3 separate regions of the Mus musculus genome follow, and regions 1 and 3 are each linked to region 2. The links are chromatin contacts, called in public HiChIP or PLAC-seq and promoter capture Hi-C maps. All regions are on one chromosome and are shown on one strand. Each heading gives the region's core, a stretch centred on a gene start, on an enhancer-like site or on the middle of the called end of the contact. The rest is flanking DNA. Distances are from core to core; before and after follow the strand shown.

Evidence for each region. HiChIP or PLAC-seq counts read pairs in DNA pulled down with a chosen protein or histone mark. Capture Hi-C pulls out chosen DNA fragments and counts their contacts.
Region 1: a contact with region 2 is called in an HNF4G HiChIP or PLAC-seq map of pancreatic cancer cells. The contact joins the enhancer-like site here to the promoter of Herpud1 in region 2. A contact is called at or near these places in 2 of 39 promoter capture datasets (neutrophils and pre-B cells), 2 of 484 Hi-C or Micro-C datasets (both in cortical neurons), 4 of 115 datasets of contacts at active chromatin or transcription factors (bone marrow-derived dendritic cells, embryonic stem cells, microglia and 1 more) and 3 of 9 other capture datasets (adipose tissue, liver and pancreatic islet).
Region 3: a promoter capture Hi-C map of adipose tissue shows a contact between it and region 2. The contact joins the promoter of Cpne2 here to the promoter of Herpud1 in region 2. A contact is called at or near these places in 12 of 39 promoter capture datasets (the 3T3-L1 cell line, 3T3-L1-derived adipocytes, the C10 cell line and 8 more), 1 of 484 Hi-C or Micro-C datasets (embryonic stem cells), 1 of 115 datasets of contacts at active chromatin or transcription factors (pancreatic cancer cells) and 3 of 9 other capture datasets (adipose tissue, liver and pancreatic islet).

What each region holds. Positions count from the first base shown.
Region 1 is chr8:94,569,910-94,574,569 of GRCm38.p6, forward strand. It overlaps Cpne2 (copine II), which reads left to right. Exons shown (of 16, transcript NM_153507.2): 16 at 62-620. The coding sequence ends at 169. Among named protein-coding and RNA genes, the nearest start is that of Gm38555, 5.0 kb to the left of the region's middle. Within about 2 kb of position 2,187, at least 35 of the 459 cell types and tissues checked have an H3K27ac peak or open chromatin away from gene starts, as enhancers often do. A contact at or near this core is called in pancreatic cancer cells, where this site is marked.
Region 2 is chr8:94,383,578-94,388,434 of GRCm38.p6, forward strand. Herpud1 (homocysteine-inducible, endoplasmic reticulum stress-inducible, ubiquitin-like domain member 1) reads left to right here and starts at 2,852. Exons shown (of 8, transcript NM_022331.2): 1 at 2,852-3,161. The coding sequence starts at 3,015.
Region 3 is chr8:94,531,513-94,535,981 of GRCm38.p6, forward strand. It overlaps Cpne2 (copine II), which reads left to right and starts at 1,516. Exons shown (of 16, transcript NM_153507.2): 1 at 1,516-1,681.

The sequences.
Region 1 (4,660 bases), core at 937-3,436, 190 kb after region 2:
TCTCTCACCTGCACATTAATCCTCTTCCTCTTTCCTGTTTCTCCCCACCTGGACCCCACAGGCAGCAAAAGAAACGCTGGCTAAAGCGGTGTTGGCGGAGCTGCCTCAGCAAGTAGTGCAGTATTTCAAGCATAAAAACCTGCCCCCCACCAACTCAGAGCCTGCCTGAGCCCATGCCCAGCCGCAGCATGCCAGCTGAGCCCCCGGCCTCCCCAGGAACATGCACGTTCACCCCGCTTCCTCGTGGGTGGCTTTTTTTTTTTTTTTAAAACCAGTCCACGTTTTCATTTTTTACAACTGGACCTCCACCCACAACTTCCCCAGCCCAGCTGGGCTCCCTTTGTCAGAGTCAATGGATGATGCTTCCAGGACAAATCGGCTTCCTCTCCCCACCCTCCTGCCACTCTAAGTATTGAATGTACTTTGTATAATTTTAGTGGAATTATTGTTATTAAAGAGAATAAAATTTTTACAATCATAACTGGCTTTTTCTAAGTAACTAGCTGCAAGAAGGAATGTATATCCCTTACTGCATACTTTGTATGGTGGTCTGCTGTTTTTATACTTGTGACTGTGTTCTATTTGTAAAACTCAGGGTAATAAAGGAGTTTCAGATGTTGGCTGTCAAGCTCCTTCCTTAGTGAGGGTCAATGGGCACTCACTGAACTGGAAAAGAAAGCCAATAGGAAGTCCCGATTCCTCACCCCTATCCTTGAGGATTCAGTGAGATCACTTCCTCATGGGGACATGCATTCCCCGTCACCAGTAGTGATTCCTGTGAAACTGAGACAGGACATGGCATCCAAATAGTGGTTGCAGCCCCCCACTTTCTCCTCTTGGATGTAGTAGGCAATGCAGTGGTTTAAGTTTCAGGACCTTAAACAAGGTTCTATCTGCTCCCGCTGTTCCTCTTAGCACGTACCTCCTCGTCACAAGCCTGGCCCCAGCCCCCTTCCTTGTTCCTTTCCCTCCACACCCATATTCTCTCTCGGAGTTCTAGGCCCTTTGACAAGCAGACGTGACTAACAGGGAACATTTCTACTTTGTACCACGTTTCTAGCTCCCATGCCAGCACTGTTTGTGAACCTTCCACAGCCCTACCATGCATGATCTTGCAGAAACGGAAACACACCAGGCCTACTAGACAGGCAGAGTGCGGATGGAGGTGTGGTTACCATCGTGCACGTATATCCTACTACCCCAGCATCTCCCTTAGCATCTCCAAAGGGCTTTCCCGCTCAAGCTGCTAATGACCTCACACTGTTCTGTGGACACTAAGCCTTCTCTGCCTTCTTCTCCAGGGTAGTCCTTCCTAGCTGCTGGAAATGGTCAGCACTAGGTAGGTCCCAATCTTAGGAGCCATGGTGTATATGGTGGAAATGTGAAGCAAATTTCTGTGGCCACCAAATGCTTGCTTTTTGTTTTTGAGACATGATCTTACTATGTAGCTCTGGCTGCCCTAGAACTCACCATGCAGACCAGGCTGGCCTTGAGCTCACGAAGATCATCTTGTTTCTGTCTTCTGGTAGCTAGGATTGAAGATGTCTGCTATCACACCCAGCTACTAATTGGCTTAGCAAACAAGGGAGTCTAGTGGATATAGTTTCCAGGTAGATGACTGTGTACTGTTGGAGTCAGTCTCGTAACACACACACACACCGAGAAGGCCAGCCTTTAAAAGGCATAAATAATAAAAAAAAATCTGGTTCTGTCTTATAGCAGGACAACCCAGATAAGTCACTGGGCCTCTGGGAATGTGGGGTTCCTCTATAGAATGTATAGAAGGGTTGGCTTCAGAGTGCTTTTTCAGAATGAAAAACAAGTCCACTAAAATAATGCAGTGTATCCCTCCAACAGCTTGACCTGTACAGAGCAGGCCTCAGTGGTGTCACAGAAACAAGAGTAGCCTGTCTCCCATGGGGCTTTTCTGTGTCTCTCCTGATGCTGGCAGGTCAGGACTATTAATGCTATTGCAACTCCCCCTGAAACCATTCTTCTAGCAGGTAGGGGAACAATGCCAGCCCATGACAGAGTCATTAGGGTGTGACTGTGCAACTTGTGACTACTAAAGTGTTGATGAGCATCATGCACCAAGTACTCAAATTCCATTCTAGCATGTATAACTGGGCTGGGCACGACAGGATGCCAAGAAGCCACCCAAGTCCAAATGACTGTTCACTGCCACTGAGCTTGCTTGCTTTCCTTTTCCTGGAGGGGCCTAAGATGACAGCTGAGTCACATACCCACAGCAAGGACATTTGAGCCAAAGAATCCGGTGTGCCTAAGCAATTAACATTTAGCTAACAGGAGCTAAGGCAGAAGCTGGTGGAGCTGACAACCAGATCTGACCCTTCCAACATGTCAGTGTTTTAGTTACAAGTGGGGAGTGCCAGAACCATACAAACCTGAGTGCAGCATGTTAATGCACTCAGGATACTCTACCCAGACACTGGAGGCTTCTAATCTAGGTGGTTTGTGTATGACTATAGGAAGTTGGTATTATTCCCTTTTCCTAGGTGAAGGACCTTGTCTACCTGTAATGAGATCACCATGGCATATCTATGGAGGGTGGAAGGACATAGCTCTTAAGGGGCTGGTCCAGGCAAACCAAGCTTTTCTCTTAAGTGAGGAGCTGACCAAAAGGGAAGAATTCAGGAGAGCTGGGAAGCAAAGACCCAAAACAAACGAAACAAAACAAATTTGGGGGTGGGGCTCTGACAAGGCACCTTAGTGGGTGCTCGTGTGTGCGTGCATGTCTTCTTCCTTTTTTTTTTTTTTTTTTTTTTTTTGAGACAGGGTTTCTCTGTATAGCCCCGGCTGTCCTGGGAACTCACTCTGTAGACCAGGCTAGCCTCGAACTCGGAAATCTGCCTGCCTCTGACTCCCAAGTGCTGGGATCAAAGGCATGTGCCACCACTGCCTGGCTGTTCATGCATTTCTTACTTCAGTCTGAGGAACTTTCTGCTGGGTCCTGGGACCTCTGGAAGCTGTGCAAGGCAGGATGTAAGCTACCTGTCTAGGTCTAGTCACATCAGCCTCCCAGATTTGTATAATAGGTGACTTGATTTCAGGTCCCTTTCCTCCTCAGCCATAGAAGCTTCAAGTAGACAAATGTCAGGAAGAGACGGAGGGCACGGGACATTGTCTCCCAGAGAGAGCTGGCAACAGATTGCTGCTGGCTTTCTCCAAGAGGTCTCAGAATCCTAAGAATTCTGCCACCCGAGAGAATGTACAAGGAAAGAAACAAACCCCAACCATCTGTTCTACTTTCTTAGCCACTGGAAAGTCCCAGGAATGTAGGCAGGATATCTGGTGGGACTGGTACATAGATCCCCCACCAGAGGTCAACGTGCGCAGAGGGTCAAGTGCTGTCTGTGAAATGCTGTTTGCACAGAACCTACTCGGGCCTATACTCGGATCCCATACTTTCCGTCATTCCTAGCTTACTTGGTTTATAACAATTTACGATGCCTGAACGGTGATATGCTAGAAATTGTTACACTCACGTATTTATAGGGAAGAAGAAAAGTCTATATATACATGGTCAGCACAGAGGGAATCTTTCCTTCAAGTATTTTTGGTCCCTGGTTAATCTGATCCCCAGGAGAGACCTGCCAAGGTACACAGATGACTGTGTTCTGAGGGTCAAAGTGGGTTTTCCTTCTCTCTCTGCTCATCCTGCTTTCCTTGGTTGGCCTGCTTTGCCACAGAGGTGGTGTTTCAATTACAGGCTTCTACACCATTTAGGCACAATGAACTACGGTAAAAAGGCCACCAGAAACACCAAAAGCAGACGTCACAGTTGGGTGTAGCGGCACTCGCCAGTGATCCTAGCACTCAGGAAGCTGAAATGAAAGGATGGTAAGTTTGTAAGCCAGCTTGGGCTACACAGTAGACTCTGTCAAAAAGAAAAGAACCCCAGGACTGCTCAACACCATCAGCTTCACGTGGTGGGAGAGCTGGAAGCCGGTGTGGTGCACAGCAAGAGCTGGCTTGACAGGGCTAAAAATTAAAGTTAGCGGACAGTTTTAAACTCTGCAACCCTGCCATCTTTTCAACATCCACCGAGACCATGAAGCACACTCGTTGGTCTGGAAAGTCAAGCCATGTGATGCTCAGGACTTTGATGTCTTGGTCTGCCTCCCGAAACAGCTCAGGGTTGCTCTAGATACAGGTACGTGCTGCGGGGATGGCAGCACAGTCATCGGAACAGTGACAACAAGAGGCAGAAGGTGCTTGCAGTTTTACCTAAACGTCTTGTTTGTCAGGAGGGAGCTGACAGGCCTGCACTGACAGTCAGGAAAGATTAGGACTGGGAGGCTCTGCAAGGGATGGCAGCGCTCACAGGCATCAGCGATGGGCGAAGGAAACCCACCATCTGCTGGTAGGCACCCGTGTCAATACTGGAAGGGGAGAGGAAGGGCTGGCTGAGATCCAGGGCCCTCTCTGCCCACGTTAAATCTGAGGAGCTTCCTCTGCCTGCCTGCCAGTGTGTCAGTGCCAACACACCCAGTGTCTCTCGCTCGCTCGCTGGCTCGCTTGTCTCACACCCATAGGAAGGGAAAAAACAATGGATGCTGGGACCAGCGACGAGAGAGCACCTCTCAGGCTCGTTCTGAAGCAGGGCACACAGAATTCCTAAGTCCTGCATCCCTGTTCC
Region 2 (4,857 bases), core at 1,602-4,101:
GGACCATCCTCTGAGGTTGTCCTCTGACATAAGTGCTGTGGCAGGCACATATCCATGTTCATATACATGAATGAGTATACACAGACAGACGCATAGATGCACAGACACGGACACACACACACACACACACACACACACACACACTCTTTTAACCCTAAGAAGCTGAGGCTGAAGGATCACAAGTTCAAGACCAGTCTGGGCTACACGGGGAGTCCCTGCATTCAAAACAAAAACCCTGAGGCTTTTGCATTCTCTTTTGTATTTCTATTATCACTGTCCCATGGCTGTTGCCCCTTGGAATTGTAGGGCCAGGAAGAGCAAGGTCACATCACGCTTATCTTTCTATCCTTGGCAATTTATTGAGCTAAATTAAGTGTTTTTCAAAACACACTGTAAGCAGAATCCAGCCTTCAGAGAGGGCTGTTTCACAGGGAGATAAAATTTAAGACAGAAACAAATTGGATGTGCTTTTCTTCTTGGGGGGAGGGAAGGTAAAGTCAACAACACAGAACCCCCCCCAGCAACCCCCCCTCCACTACTGAGGCTCAAACCAAGAACCTCATGAATGTTAGACAAGCCTGGTACCATCAAGTGATATTCCAAGCCCATCCTTTCCCAGTAGTACTTCGTGGAAATGGACAAGCTCTCTTAGGGATGCTGAGGTTTGTCCCTGAAGGCAAGGGGAAAGCTTTCTGTAGGCACACTTCATTTGCCCAGTGAGGCCCGTGTCTCTCGAAGCTGTCTCCCCAAGGTCTCTGCTTGTCTTATCTAATCTTCCCCGACTTGCAGTTCCTAGCCAGCGAGCCTACGATATCATAATTAGCTATGTTTTCCCATTCAGAAGAATCAGGTAGGGAAAGCTTCAAACTTTCTGGGGCCCAGAGCAAAATGAAAGTATTAGTCCTATGAAGGGAGTCTTAGAGAGAAGGTGGAGTGGGAGAGGTGGCTCAGGGGGTTGGCTCACGTTTTCAAAATCCTGAGGACTAGAGTTTAGATCCCAGCGCCCACAGGACAAACTGGGCATCCCTTGCAAACGTCTGTGATTCCAGCTCTGAGTGGTGGAGAGACAGGAGGATTGCTGGTGCTTGCCACTTCCAGGCTCGCTGAGAAAGCAGTAGCCCCAGGTTCAGGGAGAGACCCTGCCTCAAAGGAAATGTGGAGGAGAACCTCGGTCGGAAACTCTTTTCTGGTCTCTGCACCATTGTGCCTACATACAGGCACAGGGATACATACACACGCGCAAATAGCATAAATCTTCAAAAATAATTTTAAGAGAGAAACAACAGGGTATTAAGTCAAATGTGAAGATCACTGTGGCAGAGATCACATGCCCTGGGGGGCCAGTCTTCATGCAAAGGGACAGAGCCCTCCTAGCTGCCCTTTAGTTTCTGAAGATCTGCCTGCTTCTGCCTCCTGATGCAGGCCTTTATGTTGTAACACCACACTGGCCTCAGTGGTCTTCAACATAAAACCTGGGAAGGAAAGCAGCTGAGGTTCTGCGGCGTGTCCCTGGTGGACCACTGGCAAATGCCGCTGCGGTGAGGTGCAGGGTGTCCTCCAGAGAGACGCTGACGTCTCAGCCCCAGAATGTGATGGCATTTAGAAATATCTTTGTGAAAGATAATCGTTAAGATGAGGTCTTTAGCCACGACAATGCGAATGATACCCTTATAAAGGGGGCAGGGGAGAGACTGGACAGAGATACGCATAAAGATGATGCAGATACACTCACACCCGTGTATGTGCACGCACACAGGTGCACACCCGGAGAATGCCATGTGATCGGAAAGCTCGAGATTGGAAAAATACTCCCCAAAGCTAAGAAGTCCCAAGGACAGTTAGCAAACCTGCAGAACTTAGGAGAGTGGTACAGATTCTGCCCCCAAAGAAAGCAATGCTGCCCTAACCCCTGGTCGCAGACTTCCAGCCTCTACAGCTTCAAAATAAACTTCTGTTGCTCGAGCCTCCAGTTTACGACACTTTCTTATGGTTGTGTGACAAACTCACATAACCATCTCCCGAACAGGACTCTCCTATCACCTCTCTGACCTCTGTAAGCTCTGGACATGGCTGAAAACCCAGGTATCCCAACAGGATTGGGACAAAGATGGGCCGGAGCAATGCCAGTTTTGTTTTTCAAACTCAGAGGAAACACTGGAGCACTGCCTCTGGTCAGATTTCAGGTATCTGAGACCACTGCTGTGCTTGTCGCAACCCCAATTTAAAAGCAGCAGATGTTGTTAGTTCATAAATGATGACCCTTTCCAGTGTCTCCTAGAGGGTTTGTCAATCAAGAGGCACTTAGTGCCATTACTATAAGGGGTATGTTCCACACTTGATGCATCGTTAAATTTGCTGCAGGCACATTGGAAAGTGCCCGAATCCTTCATCCTCTCAGCTCAGAGCAACACAGGCCTGGTTTCTCTTCGCTTCTAAGGCCTGGTTAGTTCGTAAGGCTTCCCTGGATGCCAGGCTGCGCAGCCACCAGGGAAAATGCAAGCGGACAGACGTATGCCCAGGCGCCTGGGGTCAGAAAGGGCGGAGGGCCGCTTTGTGAGGGCACAATTTGCAGAGCCTGCTGATCTTGGGAGTCAGGCAGGCCGCCAGGCTCAGGCACCGCACGCATCCCGCGCTAAGGAGCCTGAACAGGACCAGCGCCCCAGAGGGCACCCTGACATGGCCGCCGAAGACCCGCTCCCGCGCCGCTGTCGGGACTCAGGATGACGCAACCACGGCGGGTTGCATCAGCCCGCACCCCCGCGCTTAGCCCGCCTCTCCGCCGCCTTTCTCCGGGCGCTGATTGGGCCACGTTGGACACTGACCTCTGTCTCAGCCAATGGATGGCAGCCACAGAGAGCGCTATCTGCGGAGCCCTGGCACGGGGCGCCCATAAAAGGTACCCGAGACGGGGGCGCGTGTCCCAAAGACGCCAAGTGTCGTTGTGTGGTCTCAGACGGCTGCGTCGCCGCCCGTTCGGCATCCCTGAGCGCAGTCGAGCCGCCAGCGACGCAGACATGGAGCCCGAGCCACAGCCCGAGCCGGTCACGCTGCTGGTGAAGAGTCCCAATCAGCGCCACCGCGACTTGGAGCTGAGTGGCGACCGCAGTTGGAGTGTGAGTCGCCTCAAGGCCCACCTGAGCCGAGTCTACCCCGAGCGCCCGGTGAGTGGGACCCCGGGGTGCCACGCCTGCAGGGTTGCCTGAACTCACCTGTCACACACCACAGGGCGCGAGTCTCCTTCCTGCCCAACCGTCTCCTGTGCCCCTCTGCTCGCCCTAGCGCTTGTCATCTCTTCTGGGCCTCCACCAGTCCGCGCTTGCCCTCTTCTAGCCCCTCATCTCTTCACCTCCCATTACACCTAACTCCCAAGGCTGTCACACATCTGCCCCACGTCCCTGTACCCTCTCCTCATCCTCCCAGGGAAACAGTAATTTGACCTTAATGAGTCATTTCCCCATCCGAGTCCCAGTGACCCTCCACAAACTACTAGGTGACTGACTGGGTGTTCCCAGTTCGGCTTGCATCTGATGGGTAGAAATAAGAAAAGTAAATGTTGCCAAACGAGACTTCTGGGTGTACCGAGGACAGACAGTATATGTGCCAGATTGGGCCATTGGCTAGAGGGTGGGGTGCGTGCCCAGTCACCAACTTCTGAAGGTCCCACGCCCATAGGCTAGACATGGCTCTTCTCCTGCAGCCTTCCGTTGACCGCCCCTCCCTGTCGCGCCGCACTTAGTCTCGGGGAGGAGCCCCCTTAACTTTCTAGCGAAGGATGACTGAGAAAGGAAGCCAGCAGCTGGAGTAGCCCTGAGTCTGATTTGACGACAACCGTGGGTCAGTTAGGAGACTTTCTTGTTCCGTGGGGTTCCCCACCCCTCCCCCTCCCCCTTTGGTTGACACATCTGTCAACAGCTCCCTAGCCCCGCCCACCCCTCCGGTCCCTGCCACGTGACGGAGGCTGTGCGCTGGACCTTCCTGTATTTACTTTGTTCTCTGATGTTATGTAAGTGTCCACGAGTACAGTTCTGGATCCGACAGGAGAGGGCAATCGGGTGGCTGCAGATGGGGACTTTGAACAGTGGCCTTAGAGCTCCAACCGGCAGTGGCGCGTGGGTTTCAGTTTGTTTTTGTTCCGAGTTGTCGGGAAAGTAAACAAGGCTTTTCCTTTTAGAATTGGCGAGGAACTTTATCACTTTGGGTGTAAGCGTCTAAGCCCCTGGAACTGGTCGGGGCAGTGTGTAGGATCTCCGTGGTTGTTTTCAAGAAACCAGGTGTTCTTGTTGGGAGGTGGCAGTTAGGTGCATAAATGATGCTCCTGTCGGGTCAGGTTGCATCATTTGTAAAAGCTGTTTTGAGGCCTGTTTTCCTCAGGTGAGGAACATTGGGCCCCTTGGATTTGAAGACCTAAGCTGGTAAATACCAGTAGGTCTCCTGGGTGTACAAATCTGTACCTTACAAAAATACCGGGAATGGACGCAGTGGTGCGCTTCTGTAATATGTCACTGGAGAGGCCAAAGCAGGAGGAGCATGTCTTGCAGACTGGGCTATACATAGTGTGAGTCTCTCAGTAATTAAAGAAGAAGGCATGTTCATGGTTTTTTTTTTTTTTTTTTTTTTCTGTAGTAGTACTTATCATTGGGTGATGATAAAAGTTTATAATAGTTATTTGCTTAACATTTTATTTTCAAATTGGCCTTCCAGGTGAGGACAGAGGGTCAGTTTGGTTTTTACCATTTGCTGGTGGTTGGCTTCACATTTAGAACAGCATTTTGCAAATTGGTGTGCACAGCATTTGTCAGTAAAGCAGTCCAAACAACATGGAACACAGCATCCAATATGTGTTTTAGGTGTAGTGTC
Region 3 (4,469 bases), core at 266-2,765, 150 kb after region 2:
TATATATTGGATCTTGCCCACATTTTGGCTCTAGTGAACTATGTCTATAAGTTGAGCTAGAATGTTTATTGAACTGCAAGCATTCATGCTCAACTTTTTGCTTGAACAAACATTTTCATTTCTCTTGGGTAGGTACTTAGGAATGGAATTGCTGTGACCCCTGACCTTAGTACTCTGCCCTCCTGACCAAGACCTAGTGACATCTTTTCCCTCCCCTCCCCTCCGTACCCACCCCCCCCCAATCGCCATATTCTTCTGGGTTCTTAGAAAAGTGCTGGTCAAGTCCCACAGCTGAGTTGGGTCTCTGTGCTAATTGCCTTTCATCCTGAACTTCTCATCCATCTACTTTTCTACCTGCCATTGCTTCACAGTCTGGAAGAAGACGTTGCGGTCCCCATTTTCTACCTCTGCTCTAAGTGGCGCCACAGGTTGCTTTGTCCCAGAGCTGAGCAGAGGGCATGGAGGACTTTCTGCGCAAGAAGACGAGGAGAATCTGGAGAAAAGCAGAAAGCTCCGGGGACAGGCAGGCAGAGAGAACAAAGCTCTGTGCCCTAGGGCTGCTTAGTGGGGGCCCTTCTAAGGCTGCAAAGTGCCTGTGACTCAGAGGTGGAGGGAGCTCAGAGCTGCAGCGTGAGTCTCCCGCATTAACTCTTATCTGTCTGGAATAGAAAACCTACAACCTCAGTGCAAGGCTTTACCGCTCAGCCCCACAATCCCGAGACTTGTACACCAGGGCCCAGGGCTTTGGCCATGCTTATTAAGACCTCTGGACAGCCATGTCTCCCCCTACACCTCCCACAACAGAATCTGGTTAAAAGAGCTTCCGTGTGGTAATGTCCAGTGGTTTACTTGCTCCGAGGGTACAAAATACCACTGAGCGACCACCAGCTGCCCAGCGACAAAACAGTCCCTTAAGAACTGGTGCCTCTGGTTCAAAAGCTGGCTGCACAGAGGGGAGGCCTCAACTCTCCCGTTGATCCCAAACCCCACTCCGAACGTCTTTATCTCATCGTCTTTGTCACGGGAATATGTGTCATCTTCCCAGTCTCAGGCGGCAAGAAAACGCTATTGAAAGAAATTAAAAAATATATAATAATAAAATAAAAAAGGAAAAAAGAAAACACTGCGGTTCTTGTGCGCAGCTCGGAGGCAAGTCCTGGGCGTCTCCCCGAGGATTCCGTGCTGAGCCCTGCGCGCTTTAGGGTGAGAGCCGCGGGCGGCGCCCCGGGGGTCTAGCGGACCAGGAGATCGCACCCCCGGGTCCCCGCATCTTGAACTGGAGCGCAACGCGGGGAGCTCGGCGGTGCCTGACGCCCAGAGCGGCGGGCCCGGCGCTGGGTGCGAATTCGCGGCATCGCTCGGAGTGGCAGCCTGCTGCATCCAGGTCCTCGCGGGCCACCAGCCGGGAGCGGGACAGGCTCCGGCTTAGCCCGGAGAGCCGCCCCTCCAGGAAGCGCCCGCCTCGCGCCCGCTTCCCGCCCACATCCTCCCTCGACTGGAGGGAGGAGCCCGCGCCGCAGCCGGGGCCCGAGGAGGGCCAGCCCCAGCCCGGGCGAGCGCACGAGTGGGTACGGCCGCGCGGGTAGCGCCCTGAGCCTGTCCCGCGCCGCCGCCCGGCCGACAGCACAGCGCCCGGGGATGCCCCGGCGGCCCGGAGCACGCTGAGGCTGCGGAAAGCGCGGTGAGTGGGGTCCGCGGCGAGGGCGGGCCGGGCACTGTGTGCGCTCAAGTTCGGCCTGGGGCTTGGAGGGGGAGTGGGTTCAGCCGAAGGGACTCCGATGTCCCTGGCCGCCGCCCCCCGCAGCACGCCTGGGGGGGGGGGGCTCAGCTCCCACCCGGCCACGCGGGGGCGCCCGTCTGCGGGGGGCGGCTGGAGGATGGGCGGCTTCGGGGACACTGGCTAGCTATTTAGGAGACCCTCTTCCACCGTTAGATGTCTAGAGGGCGGCTGTGGGCTAGCGATCGCAGCCGCCAGCACAATTGTTTGGAGGCGAGCGCGCCCTTTGATCCCACCCTGACCAGGACCTGGCGCTACTCGGGATCAGCTCTAGGGCCGACTCCCTGCTCCAACTGGGGAGAAGAGATGGGGAATAGTGCCGGGCGGCGTTCCAGAAGTCGGAGTGTGTTTGCAAACTAGTTTTTGCGCAAAAGCTGTCTGGCACCTGTGTGTTTCAAGGGGTGGAGGAGGAAGCGAGAAGCCCTTCTTTTTTTCCCCATCCCCACAATGGTGCTCCTGGGAAAAATAAAGGAGACTAATGTTCCTTTTTCCTTCTCTTCCCCTCCCTTCCCGAATCCTGTCTTTGGTACAGCTGACTAGTCTTTGGATAAGGGGCTACCTCAAAAGGAGGCTGGGAGTGCCCAAGGTCACAGGTGCAATAGCAGTCCGGAGCTGGGTGGCCATTCAAAGGGTCCTCCTTGTACTCTGATTCTTCCTGCCCTATAAGAATTCTGGGGGAAGGGGAAAGGGGAAAGGCCTTTGAGAATTAGCCCAGATGCCCTTTGTTTTGTCTGACCACAGACCACCATCATGTAGGGGTGTGGAACTGTCACGCAGAGATGGGAAGGGGTATTATACTGCCCCTCTCAGAGATAGAAAGGAGTATTATACTGCCCCTGGAGGTGTCTACCGCATCTTTGTTTGGAGGCATTGTTGCTAGGCAGGCTTCCTGCTGAGAATTCCCTAGTCCAGGGTTAGGGTCCTGCTTTCCAGCCTGGGGAGATCCCCTCCCTTTGCCTTCTTCCAGGCAGAGCTAAACTCTTCCAGAATATAGCTCCCTCACCATGGGCTCAGAAGGGATTTGACGTGGGCTCGTCAAAGTGGGAGGGCCTGGTCATCCTTCCTTCTTGTCAGGAAAGCTGCTGTCCAGGAGAAACAATTTAAGGTCCCTGATGCTTCAGGATTGCAGTCAGGGCCAGAGGTGCCTACTGACTCCTAGCTCTTTGCTTGCTGACTTCTGGTCAAGTGGCTGCAACTCCCCTTGTGAGGTCAAGAATGCTGCCTTTTGCATTGGATGAGAGCCCTTCTCCCACAGGAAGGGAGGCATTTTGGGTTGGGTTGTCATTTCTAGTGGCCTGTGAACAGTCCCAATATGGGAGTTGTGAGAGACTTACCTGGCCTTGAACACCTTTTTGTGACCGGAAGTGGGATGGTGGTCTCAACTGTGTATTTCCAGTTTCTGTAAAGTAGGACCGTCTCCTGGGCCTCCTGGAAACTGACCAGACACAAACACTAAAGCGAGAGTTTATTGCCACCTTGGCAGGGGGCCCAGTGAACTCTGGGGCTGTCCTCAGATGATAATGAGCCCCTGGAATGGGAGAGTTCATCAGATGCATTTCTGCATGGAAAAACCAGGGACAAAGGCTATGGATGCTTGAGTTCTCTGTTGCTTCCTGCCTTCCTGCCTTCATGCCTTCACACACACACACACACACACACACACACACACACACACACACACCCTTTGGCTCTGGGTGTTTTTCCATCTGTGAAACGAGGGCCGACGGCAATACCAGCCCATTTGCAGAGCCAGTAGGAAGGCTAGGGCCAGGAAACGGGGCAGGTATTCTTACACGTGGAGAGCTCTTCATGAGGGTCTGTGATTGCCTTTCAAGCCCTCCCCCAGTGCCGTAAGAATTAAAAACCCTCAGGGGACCACGTGAAGAAGAGGGTCAAAATGGAGCCTCAGTTTATCTGTATAATAGTGAGGTGTGCGTGCACTCTCTGTCCCCCTCTCTTTCCAGGTAATTGTGTGCTTCCTTAAAGGTAGTTGTGAGGATCCGTTTAGATGACAAGGAGCTTGTGTGTCAGCGCTGTGACTGGTGCGGGAGGCACTTGGGAACAGCTGTCATCCCATTGTTCCTGGGAATATTACTGCACTTGATTCGCATGACTGCATCCAACATTCCTTCTGGAATTTTTTTTGCCGGGGGGTGGGGGGGCGCTTAAGAGACGAGTCCTGGAATCAGATGCTGGTACCTCTGGGCCATTCGAGGGGCAGAGAGGCCAGGGTAGGAAGGTTCGTTCTACTCAGACCAAGTGTAAAGAAGTAATGCACCCCTACCTGGAGCTGACCTCACTGGGCTCTGACGCTTGAACAGAAGACGGAAAAAGCACTCTCTAGTAATTGCACTCCTGTCAGGAGAAAGGATCTGTACCTGCTGAGACTTCCTAGGTGCTCCTGCCTTCCCCTCTTCTGCCCTCCCCTAGCCCTGCGAGACAGGCTGGGGCTGCAGAGGGTAGGAGCAGAACACCTCCAGAATCCAGCCATCTCGCTTCGAAGCACATGGCTTCCGAAAGGTCTGTGTGGTCTCTATAGAAGCAGGAGGCTCGGGCACCCTGCCATCTAGGCAGGGCAGGCTGGAGATGGTGACCATCCAACCATGGTCCACCCCTTGCTGTCCAGGAGAGACAATGCTTGAAGACTGACCCTGGGCCAGAGGTGCCTTCTGTGTCCTTTGCTCTTGTTTGC